Regions from separate parts of the Mus musculus genome. Here regions 2 and 3 are each linked to region 1. A link is a contact called in public HiChIP or PLAC-seq data. All regions are on one chromosome and are shown on one strand. Each heading gives the region's core, a stretch centred on a gene start, on an enhancer-like site or on the middle of the called end of the contact. The rest is flanking DNA. Distances are from core to core; before and after follow the strand shown.

Region 1 (3,964 bases), core at 1,427-3,926:
AGTACTGTTGGCTCTAAGTTTTAGGAACTTCTCCCAAAGCTGGATCTCCTGTGGTCCCTGTTGAAAGCACACTCGCCTGACCCTGCACTCCCCTAGACTGCTGTGGAGGTGAAGTTCCTTGTGTCTGTTGAAACAAGAGAACAAGGCCTCCCCGCACTGTCTCCTCTCTCCCCTCTGGAGAGCAGTTCTGTTGTGTGAGCAGCAGTTACCTTTACCTTTCAGAGCTGTACTGTAGAGGAGAATGCATGCCGCTATAACAGCAGTCCACCAACCTTTGTGTTCCTCACCTTATGAATGTCAAGACCTTGGTGTAATAAAAGCAGCAGCTTTAACCAGCATTTGATTCAGCCCTGAGGTTCCCCCATCTAAGATGAGAGCATACGTGGGCATGCAGGTGTGTTTGTGACTAGGTAGTTAAAAGTCCAGGAGGGTAAAGTTGCCGATGCCGTGTGTGTGCATGTGATGGCAGGTGCGCACGTCTGTGTTAAGAATGTGTCTGTACCTTGAATATCACATCCTGATGCTCCCAACAAGCTCCCCAGTGGATCTGTCTCTTCTAGAACTGTTTGACTGCCAACAGCTTGGCATTTCTACCCATTTGATTCAATTCACAGACTCCAATATTCACAACACCCCTGCCTGTATATCAACCAAGTTAGACCCATCTTCCCATCTTTCATCAAGATTCTCAGCTAAAGCCCACAAGGTACAGCCAACAAAAGAAGCAACCCGTTCTGATGAATTTGGTCCTACAGCTGTCGTACGTAGTTCAGGCATCCTAAAGGCCTGCGGCTGGGTGGGCTCTGAGGGATTTTACTCCGACAACTTCTTCATGGTTCTCTGAGGATAAGTTCCACATTTGCATATGTTTGAGGAAAAACAGTCAGTGTGTAAACATCTTAGCTATGTAATTCCCTGCGTGTGATAGATACCATGTGATATAAACTCAACAAGTCAACACCCCTTGAAATGTCACTGTCTGACACCAATTTCTGTCTCTGCTCATGGTCATGAGCAGGGATTCCAGGAGGGCAGAGAATGAATTTCTCTGGTACCAGGTCTCTTTTCTGAGTCACATTTATCCTGTGTTTTTAGGGTCTGAGGACTGAGACAGGTAAGGGGAGAAGTAGGATCCCCACAATCTCCCATTGAATGGCACCTGATGAGTGCTATCACTCCATCCTTCCTTGCACAGTACACACACCTACAGAGAGCTAAACGAAGGGCAATAGGGAGAATCAATCAATCTGCCTCCCCTCTCTTTCTGCTGAGGTTGGAACCCAGGGTCTCAGAGTCTCACTCATGCGAGGCAAACACTATACCTCTGCCTGCCCAGGCCTGCATATGCATTCTGTTTTTATACCTACTTGTGTGTCTTTATAAGGAAAGTGAAGATTCGAAGAATGACAACTTGAAGATGTGACACTACAAAGGGGTCTGGTGTAAAGCTAGTGAACTGTGGGAAAGGAATTAGGATGCACATGGGAAAATGGTGAAGGAGACGGTCACACATCTTAAGATTTTGTTTGTATAAACGCATTTCCATGTTAATCTCTAGTCTCTGGTTGTAAAAATGTTCTTATTGTATAGGTTGGTGAGGGAACATCTTCTTCATGAGAGTTTTAGGTCCTGTTTCAGGCACAAAGGGAGAGCAGAGAACTCCCCCTGTACCTCTCAGTGCCCACTGCCTTTGGCTCAAAATAATCAGCGTGCCCAGCGTGGCATATTTTGAGGTAGCCTGTTCTGAAGCTCTTTACTGACAAGAGTCTTCCACTTATCCATGCTTCTCTCCCTCTGGTTCCAAATACACCGCAACACAACGTGCTTCTTTAGTGACATGGATTGAGCGTTTACCCTATGTGTAGACGTCGTGATGGAGTCAAAGACATGTTTACTAACATATCCAGAGCTTACTAAGCATAATTCTAAGCACTTAAAGCAACTTATTGATCTCCTATGGGATAAGTACTATTATAATTTTACACATGAAGAAATTGAAGAAAACCCCAATTACTTGTTTAAGGTTATCCAGTTGGTCAAGTTGTACAAGTAAGATTTAAACCCAAATAATTGGGGGTCAGAATATGGTTCCTCAGGTAAAGTACCTGCTGCACAAGTATGAAGAACAAAGTTTGGATCCTCAGACTCACCGAGAAAACAGCCAGGTGGGTATGGGAGCCTGTCTGTAAACCTAGTGTGTGGGAGGCACAGACAGGGAGTCTCCGGAGCAAACTACTAGCTGAGACAGTGAGTTCTACATTCAGCCAGAGACCCAGTCTCAAACTAGAAGGTGGTGAGCAATCAAGGACATCTAGAGTCAACCTCAGACTTCCACGTGTGTTCACACACATGTGAATGCACACTACAGTGAGCAAGCCAAGCCACAGTACAGTAGAACACATGCCCCTCATCACTTTGCTGTATTTTATTTAATCTTGCATGGTCTATAAGAAATCATTTTCTCAAATTTTCATAGTGTGATCATATAATACAGTATACACAAACTTGGCTGGATGAGAGCTTGGGGGACAAATTACCAGTGTTGACCCCTTGGCTTAAAACTATGAGTAACATGCACTGTGGGTCTTATTCTGATCAAATATAATTCTGACTCCTAAAATGTTACTCATTCTTCCACATGTGATGTCAAACCCAAACCACAAGTAGCTTATTTAGAAAATGAGTCACCCGGGAGGGACTGTTGGGGTGACAGAAAGGGAAGGCGTTTACCATAGTCATGCAGTACCCTAGTCCAAGGAACACAGGGATTCTACCTAGACTCTAGTAATCTGGACCAGGGGTGGGGCCATTGAGAAGTAAACCTCTTGGTACTTAATTAAGATGGTTCCAGAGACTTGGAAAGTAGTACCTCACAATAGTCAAACACCCAGTGAGTAGTGTGAAAAAACTTGGGCCAAAAGCTTTTGGTCTGTAGGCCAACTCTGCCTGTCTTGCAGATCAGATCTACTCTAGCTTATGGGGCTTCCTCTGACAGTTCTCAGCCCAGATAAGTAAACAGAAAGATTCATCTGTCTTCACGGGGCTTCCCATCTCCTGGATCAAAGTGAATAAATTCTGTCCATTATGTACTTGTTGATAATTCTTTATTGTGTATTTACTAAGCTCAACAAATTTCATGGGAAGATCATAAAACTGAGCTAACGAAGGTTTCTGCACTCACAAAGTCCACAGCCAATAGGAGAGATGTGTACTGTCTTAAGGAATGCAGTCACCGTGTCAGCTTGGAAAACTCAGCTTGATAGTTATCAATGAGAATGTAGGAAAACTCTACACATACACATCGCTAGTGGGAGCCTGTATGGGCACTACCACTGTGGGGGATCATTTCCAACATCCAGTGCCTAGCTGAGCTTCGGGAATCTCATTTCTGGATACTTCTATAGAGACTTCATATCCACAAGGAAACAAGCAAAAGAATATTGGTTGCAACACGGGAGTGGGGGAACCCAACATGGAACCAATCAAACATGGAAACAAACTACTGTCTCTCATGGAGGAATTAAATTATATGTTCTCTCTCATTCATGAATAGGAATTCTCTGAGTTTAAATATGTTAGGGATTCAGATAAGGTCCGATAAGGTATGGAAAGAGGATGAATAAGATGAGTTAAGCAAGTGTAAGACAGACAGCAAGCTGTACGTGTCTCAGTGGAGCGTATGTCTAGCTCCGGGTCAGAAAAGCCTCCATCACAGGTAAGGGAGAGCTGGGATGAGTCCACAAGATCCGGAGGCCTGTAGGCAAGGGGGGGGGGGGGTTACAAAGAATTCATTTACAGTTTCATAGTTGAAAGCAACAATTAGTCTTATTGCCTGTTTACAGATGAGAAAACTGAGGCCCAGGTACCTTGGACATTTACCACAGTCATGAAGGGAGTTAGTGACATAGACAAATGAATGAGCCTTAATACTGTCTTTAGGGTCTTTAGGGTTAGGACTTGTCCT
Region 2 (3,737 bases), core at 1,122-3,621, 160 kb after region 1:
CATTTCTTTGTCACCAGGTTTAACAATGTTGAATTGACATAGCTCTGTAGCATTTAGAGTAGTGATTGCTTTTCTAGGCACCACTTTGAATAGTGAGCTCATTTCAAGTAAGCCAAATCAGACTTATAATTGCATAAAGATTTATAATCTATACTCACCAGTGACTCACAGTTGATATTCAGTACTTGGGACCTAAATAAGTCAGAGTTTTGTTTTACTTACTATGGTAGTAAATCATACTTAGAAAAATGGACCCTTGCTGCTCTTCCAGAGGTCCCTGGTTCAGTTCCCAGCACTTAAATGGCAGTTCATAACTGTCAGTAACTCCAGTTCCAGGGGATCTGACATATTCTTCTGGCCTCTATAGGCACCAAGCATGCACATGGTACATATACATACATGTTGGCAAACAATCATATACATAAAATAAATATATATTTTCCAGGCATGGTGGCACACACTTTAAATCCAAGCATCTAAGAACTAGAGGCAAAAAAAGGACCAAGGGAGAGAGGGGCCGAAAGGAGACAGAGTATATATATATATATCAAAGGGTGTGAAGGATGTTCTTGAGGATAACACCTCCATATGCACAACACACACACACATACACACACACACACATGAATACACACTCAAGAGGAATGCAAATCAGTATCAAAACACCAAAGATCTCAGTCCAAAACAATGCACAAAGGCTATTCGTAGCTATTTCTAAAAAGAAAACATAGAAATGGTGAAAAGGTACATGAAAAAAAATGTTCAATATCACTAATCCCCAGAGAAAAGCAAATCAAAACTACAGCAAAAATATACTATTCCACGTCTGTTAGAATAGCTAGTCCATGAAGAGAAGAGAGGATATGGAGCAACAGAAACATCTCTAGTGAAGTATACTATACACTGTGCAGCCATTATAGAAAGCAAGTGGAGATTCTCAAAAAATCAAAAGTGGAATTTCCATGTGATTAGCAGCCCTACCACTAGAAATATGGCCAGGGAACTAAAAATTACTATGTCAAAGCTTCTATGCTCCCATGTTTATTATGACACTATTCACTATAGCCAAGATATGAAATCAACATGAGAATCTAAGACATATAAACAAGTAAAAGTAAACAAAAAGCTCTGTGGTATGAACAGACACACACATGCAGAATGCACATGTATACACAGGCATGCATACTCAAACAAGTAAAAAAAAAAACCCATAGTATATATACACACATATGCAGAATGCACACACATGAACATGTATGCACACACACACACATACATACAGTGAAATACTCTATGGCCTTTAAAAAGGAAAAACTTCTGTTTCTTGTAGCAATATAGATGACCCAAAGGAACATTGTACTAAGGAAAACAAACTAGACTCAGGAAACCAGATGCCACATACTCTTGCTAGTTGCCAAGGCCTAGGCGTAGGGAAGACTGGCCAGGGTTTCCATAACACTTTGGAGTCCTGATAGACAGCAAGATGATTATAGTTAGAAATACTGTATCATATAGTTGAAATTTGCTAATGAAGCAGATCTTAAGTTCTCTCAATACAGAAACTCAGGTAAAGGCTGACTTCCTTCTTACCTGGGTGGTACTAGAAAGGCAGTAGTGCACTCACCCCCATAGGGAAGTCTGAGTGAAATGCTTTATTAAACTCATTCAGCTCCTCTCTATGTCTATGAGGACTGCTCTGCCCTCCAGAACTTGACTCATATCCTGTTCTTTTTTTTCCACTTCAGAAATTACCATGGTTGACACAGAGATGCCATTCTGGCCCACCAACTTCGGAATCAGCTCTGTGGACCTCTCCGTGATGGAAGACCACTCGCATTCCTTTGACATCAAGCCCTTTACCACAGTTGATTTCTCCAGCATTTCTGCTCCACACTATGAAGACATTCCATTCACAAGAGCTGACCCAATGGTTGCTGATTACAAATATGACCTGAAGCTCCAAGAATACCAAAGTATGTTTACTTTTCAAACTACTAGGATTGGAGTTAGACAGTTTTTTAATAACCATTGAATAAATGCTCCTGAGATTAGCACTCTGACAAGAAGGCATCTTTACTCAGTTTATCCACTACGCTTGAAGTTCTAGATGTCTGTGGGAGGCCAAGATAAGACAGCACAACAATGTTCCCAACCTAACCCCCTTTCTTCTTCTCCCTCCAATGTTCCCAAACTTACACACACACACACACACACACACACACACACACACACACACACACACGTCTATCTTCTCCTTTCTTTCCTTTCTTGTTTCCATCTTTGGAACATTTTCTAGGATGACTACATTGCCAGTTTTGTCTTAGGCTGACAGTCCATCATGTAAACTTTGAATTCTCCCAGCTTCTTTTCAGTAAGTCATAGCTGTAGGTCAACTTACATGACTCATCATAGCTAAGTTACTATTACAGTTAGGCTTTCTTTCTAAGCTGTAATTTGTAAAATTTACCTCAAACCCTAGTTTGGGGCATAAACTTACATTTGAACATTGTGGCTGACTGACAGATCATCATGACATTAAGTAAATTAACATAAAACATCAGCCTCAAGAAAACCAGAACCAAACTTTTTGAGATAAAGTATCATTTCTGTGGTGCTGTTTCCTTGATTTTTATCTTGTGGGCTGATGTGCTGGTTTTCCAGAGTCACCCCTGTGTCACTGGCAAGCATTACTTGATAATAAGTAAGAACTTCCTGTAATTTCTAGTTGTTTTCTTTAGATAGAAAGTATACGTGGGTATTTATCTGTGTGGCTCAGGGTTAGAGCCTAATACGGAAATTCAATAGGTCTGAGCCACGGGCAAACGCAGTACTTGCCTCACACAGGTTGCTCCCACTCTCTATCAAAGATCACTTTACAAACCACCTCAGACTCAACCCTGTTGATAACCTGGCACCTCGGGCTAGGCTCACCATGGCATTTTCTTGCCCATGTTCCTTCTGTATTTCTTTTGCAAGAAAAGTTTAAAACTATTTCTAAAATTCACCTTTTCAATAAAACCCATAATAGCAGAATGGATGCCAGATGCAGCCCATTGCCTAGCCAAGTAAGCGTCACTTATCCAAACCCTGTGCAATGTCTGTGGAAAGCAGCGGGAAGTTTGGGGGGGGGGGGGGGAAGCACACTTAATTCTCTGGCTTTTAATTCCCTTCCCGCTTTATTTGTGCAGGTGAGGTTCTGGGGTGTTGTGACTTGCCTGAGATGACAAAGTCTTACTTTTCCTATCTGAGCACCAACGTTTCTTCATGTTCCCCAGCGCCTCTTCTGAGACAGTAAAGTTATGGCATGAAAATATGAAGGCCACCATGGAAAGCCACAGTTCCTCTTTAAGATTGTTTGTCATGAGATAACCATCTTCTCAAATTTTCCCATGCACAGGTGCGATCAAAGTAGAACCTGCATCTCCACCTTATTATTCTGAAAAGACCCAGCTCTACAACAGGCCTCATGAAGAACCTTCTAACTCCCTCATGGCCATTGAGTGCCGAGTCTGTGGGGATAAAGCATCAGGCTTCCACTATGGAGTTCATGCTTGTGAAGGATGCAAGGTAAAAATTAAATTTAAAAAAACCATCCTAGAGTTTTCTGCAATTTTGCCTATTCTATTTCCTGTTACAAACTCACTCTAAGAATTTAAAGATAAAGTTGTGGGGAGTTGTTTTGGCAGAACTCATTCTTCAAGTAATATAACATTTGAAAATCTGAGAAAAGCTAATAA
Region 3 (3,777 bases), core at 531-3,030, 220 kb after region 1:
CTGGCCTTGACATCCCAAAATTTCAGGCCTCCCAGGGAGGCAGGCCAGAGGACAGAACTCTGGCTGTCCATCAGAGGCCCACGTCCTTCGCTGCCTGAGCATGTGTTCTCAACTCAGAGCCACCCAGGCCTGGGCCAGGCTGCAGCCTGCGCTCATTAAGGGCCTGGGGCCGCTCCAACCTGAGTGAGTTGGCTGCCTCCAAGGGCAGGGGAGGGGACACCGGATGGCTGGTTGGTTCCCACCCGAAGCCAAACTGCTTAGAGAAGGGCGTTGTGCTGAGTCAGTTGCTGGCAGCTCGGCCTGGGGTCCCTGGCCACCCTGCCTGCCAGATGGGCCAGCTCCAGGCAGGCCTCTGAGGAGCCCACGTTATGCCTCCAAGGAGCCCGTGTTATCGACGACGCTGCCGCTGCTGCCACAGTGGTGGGCAACATGCCTTGGAAAAGCTGCACTATGGCCAGGCCTCCCAGGGCTCCCGGGGTGGGACAGCTGCTGATGAAGGGGGACTATTTTTTTTTAAGGAGCTGCCTCCTACTGACAAGATGCTAGCCAAGGTTTTCTCCTTGCTCTGTTGCCTGATGAGGGTGACTATTCTCTCAAACACCACGCGCAGTCTTTGCTCCTCAACTGCCTTCCACCTCCTGAGTCCTGGCTCAAGCTTAGCAAGGCAGTGTTTTGGGGTCAGGACACAGCCAGGAGCACACGGCAAGGGTATCTAAGGCAGAGGAGCCCCTAACGCAGAGGTCACATGCAGAGTGAAGGCAGGGCTCAGAGAAGCCAGCAGAGGACGGGGATCAAGGAGTGCTGGGAGGTGAGGGAGGACCGCAGACCTCCAAGACGCTTCAGCCTTGCAGGGGCTTCTGGGCAGAGAGATGCTAAAGCCAGAAGCAGGGCCCGGAGAAGGTCAGAAAGGAAACAGTCTGCGGAGGCACCGCCCAGGGAGACAGGTGGCAATGAATGTGTAGGACATGCCAGGAAGAAAACCAACACACAGGCCTGGGCTCCAGCCCCGAAAGCCACGGATGCGGGGGACAGATGTGTAAGACAGCACAGTATCTGCATAGGACCACCGTACACCCTTCTGTAAGTTCAAAACTATGTCTGAGTTAAAATACTCAACCCAGCAAAGGTGCTGTGTAAACAGGTGCCACATCGGTTTGGGAAACAATGACCCAAGTCTGCCCACGCTTAATACAGACACAATTTTCCCTAATATTATATGCAAAATTGTTTGAGTTCACTTATGTGGAAACCATGGATACTAAGAGTTGACTATCATTTTTTTTATTTTGTTGTTGTTGTTGTTTTTAAGTTTCAAAATCACACTTAAATTGTCCTTTGAAAGCCAAATATGTCTCACTTGAGTCCAAGGACTTCCAAAAAGAAAAGCTCTTCCCAAAATGGGGTGTTCCCTTCCTCTTATGGCTTCATATGCCCCTAGGACAGGGCTGTGCACCCCACTCTAAGAAACACGAGCCCTATCGGCCTTTAAAGAAAAGACTTGAGTTGCTGAATGTCACACGGGTGAGAGTCTCTTCTAGCCAAGCACAGCTACCATTAAAGAGCAGAGCTTGGGGAGAGGAAGGTGGGGGGTGGGGGGTGGGGGTGACCTGAGGTCAGCAGAAGCAGGACAAGGAAAAAGGAGAGCCCAGTGTCAGTAAATATTCACTGGCCTTGCCTGTCCCCAGCTCTCCTCAGCCTCTAGGGACACAGAGATAAGGCTGGTGTGACTCAGGCCACCAAGGAACTCACTTTCATGGAGATAAACACAGAAGCTGGCAGCCACAGGACAGCCTGGCAAGCAGAGGAAGCCAGAGGGCTGGAGGCAGGGTGGGTGAGGCCGGATGACCTTGGGCAGGACTTCTGGAACCTTCCTGGGACTCTTCTTATGTAGCTTAAGGAATGCACAGCTACCCCCGGGGGTCACAGTGAGGAGGCACGGAGGTAAAGCAGGGCCAGCACTGCCCACTCTGCTCCCCACCCCCACCCCAAGGGTTAGTGCTGGGGACAGATTGCAAGTGAAGATAACCTCATCTTCCAGCTGGTGTCAGCTGCCACCTAATATCAGAAGGGATTATTTGAAATTTCCCAGGCAGGCTGAGCTATGGGCTTTCCAGTCCCGTGAAAGTGGGGAAGAAAGTCAACTTGGCTTCACAGAGGAGGTGACATTGGAGACCAAGTCTCAAAGGAGGATTTATGAAACAAGAAAGAAAGAAACGCTAGGTGAGGGGCTCGTGTGCAAAGGCATATGGGGAAAGCAGTGTTTCTGTTTCACTAAGCCTAGGGCACTTGGAAGAAGCGAGTCAGAGCAGCAGAACAAAATCAATCAGGCTAAGAGAGCTCGGCAAACCAGACCAGTGAGGCTGGAGCTCATCCTAGGGAGAGTGGGAAGCCATAGAAGACCTTCAGCAGCTATGCTTGCTTTCCTGAGAAAGTCACATCTGTAAAGGGAAAGGTTTGTTCTGGCTCAGGTTCAGGGCTTTCAAATCCATGGCTGGTTGGTCACATTGCTTGGGGCTGTGATGAGGTTGTGCACAGTGGTGGCTATATTGCAAACCAGAAAACAATGAGAGGAGCAAGCTGAGGCCCTATCTATAGTCCCCTCAGGAATACACATGATGACCTAAGGCCTCCAAGGTCCTGCTTCTCAAAGTTCCCCTGTCGTCCTCCTTGAGCCATCACCCTGGAAACCAGACCTTAACACGTGAGGCTTTGGGGGAACATCCGAGATCCGACCTTCCAAGCTAGAAAGTAGCATAGCTGATACTCGACTTGAGATCCCTTGGCCAGCCACTGGGAAGACAAGGGTGATGGGAAGACCACAAGTGGTAGCAGCGGTGGGAGGGGATGGCTTTGGTCATAGAAACAGAGGGAACAGACAGATGTGGGAACAGTCTTGGGGAGTGCAGAAGACAATGATCAAGTTTTGACTTGGTCACACAAGCTGTGTGGTGGTGCTTCACCTCCTGGGAAAAGATTACCTGCAGGACCCCAGGTCAGGTGTCTAAATCGCTATGGGATGCAATGGGAATCTGGATCTTCAGGGTGCGATGAGCTGGAAGATACAGGAGGGTCATGGGAGAAAGTACTGCCAACCACGCATCAACCACAGTAAAGGGCAGTAGAGGAGCCATCTTGACTCTCCAGGCCCCATCTCCCCCACTGAAGTCGACAGGCAGCTTGACACATTTTTTTTTTCTTATTTTCTTTTTATCCCTGAAAAGATTCTCCAAATATTTATCAGGCACTATTTTTGTGCTGGGGCCATTGGAGAAGTTACTCCCAACCAGCTGCCAGTTCTTAAGTCATCCCAGACAGAGACATGTGTCAACCCATTTCAACAGTGAGGACTGTATCCATTTCAAAGTTCTTCAAAGGCATGTAAGCAATGACGCTAAGACTGGAACTTAGTCTTCTGGATCGGTAACACTGACAACCCTTCAAATTGGCAGGGCCAATGACCCCCAGGGTGGAGGGTTAGAGGCCTCCATGGATGGTCCTCACCCCAGATACAGGAAGTCCCATCCAGCGCCTCTCATACCTAGACACATGCACCACAGAGAGGATGTGCCTTGTCCTGCCTCCTTCATAAATCTTTACTCTATCTGGTCACTGTAAGGAATACTTCTCAGAATACACCTTACCTTCTAGAGTTTTATAACCGCAAAGGTGGCAAGGCCCAAGGGCAGAGTCCTTTTCTTCTTAAGTCCCTTCTCCCTATTGGCCCATGTCTCCATTTGATCACCTCCACCTGTGGCCCTGGACCTAAGCCAGGGTCCA

What was found. HiChIP or PLAC-seq counts read pairs in DNA pulled down with a chosen protein or histone mark.
Region 2: a CTCF HiChIP or PLAC-seq map of the NIH/3T3 cell line shows a contact between it and region 1, with 8 read pairs. The contact joins two enhancer-like sites. A contact is called at or near these places in 1 of 15 datasets of contacts at CTCF or cohesin (the NIH/3T3 cell line), 5 of 484 Hi-C or Micro-C datasets (cerebral cortex, cortical neurons, nephron progenitors and 2 more), 2 of 115 datasets of contacts at active chromatin or transcription factors (the NIH/3T3 cell line and cardiomyocytes) and 1 of 9 other capture datasets (adipose tissue).
Region 3: a contact with region 1 is called in a FOXA1 HiChIP or PLAC-seq map of pancreatic cancer cells. The contact joins two enhancer-like sites. A contact is called at or near these places in 1 of 15 datasets of contacts at CTCF or cohesin (the NIH/3T3 cell line), 2 of 484 Hi-C or Micro-C datasets (the HL-1 cell line and muscle stem cells), 5 of 115 datasets of contacts at active chromatin or transcription factors (CD8 T cells, a colorectal cancer cell line, embryonic stem cells and 2 more) and 1 of 9 other capture datasets (embryonic stem cells).

Annotation. Positions count from the first base shown.
Region 1 is chr6:115,281,660-115,285,623 of GRCm38.p6, forward strand. It overlaps Syn2 (synapsin II), which reads left to right. Exons shown (of 13, transcript NM_001111015.1): 13 at 1-967. Among named protein-coding and RNA genes, the nearest start is that of Timp4, 31 kb to the left of the region's middle. Within about 2 kb of position 2,677, at least 60 of the 459 cell types and tissues checked have an H3K27ac peak or open chromatin away from gene starts, as enhancers often do. A contact at or near this core is called in the HL-1 cell line, the NIH/3T3 cell line, muscle stem cells and 1 more, where this site is marked.
Region 2 is chr6:115,438,095-115,441,831 of GRCm38.p6, forward strand. Pparg (peroxisome proliferator activated receptor gamma) reads left to right here. Exons shown (of 8, transcript NM_001308354.1): 3 at 1,746-1,973; 4 at 3,398-3,567. The coding sequence starts at 1,754. Among named protein-coding and RNA genes, the nearest start is that of Pparg, 78 kb to the left of the region's middle. Within about 2 kb of position 2,372, at least 17 of the 459 cell types and tissues checked have an H3K27ac peak or open chromatin away from gene starts, as enhancers often do. A contact at or near this core is called in the NIH/3T3 cell line, where this site is marked.
Region 3 is chr6:115,499,496-115,503,272 of GRCm38.p6, forward strand. No RefSeq gene overlaps it. Among named protein-coding and RNA genes, the nearest start is that of Gm36301, 18 kb to the right of the region's middle. Within about 2 kb of position 1,781, at least 43 of the 459 cell types and tissues checked have an H3K27ac peak or open chromatin away from gene starts, as enhancers often do. A contact at or near this core is called in the HL-1 cell line, muscle stem cells and pancreatic cancer cells, where this site is marked.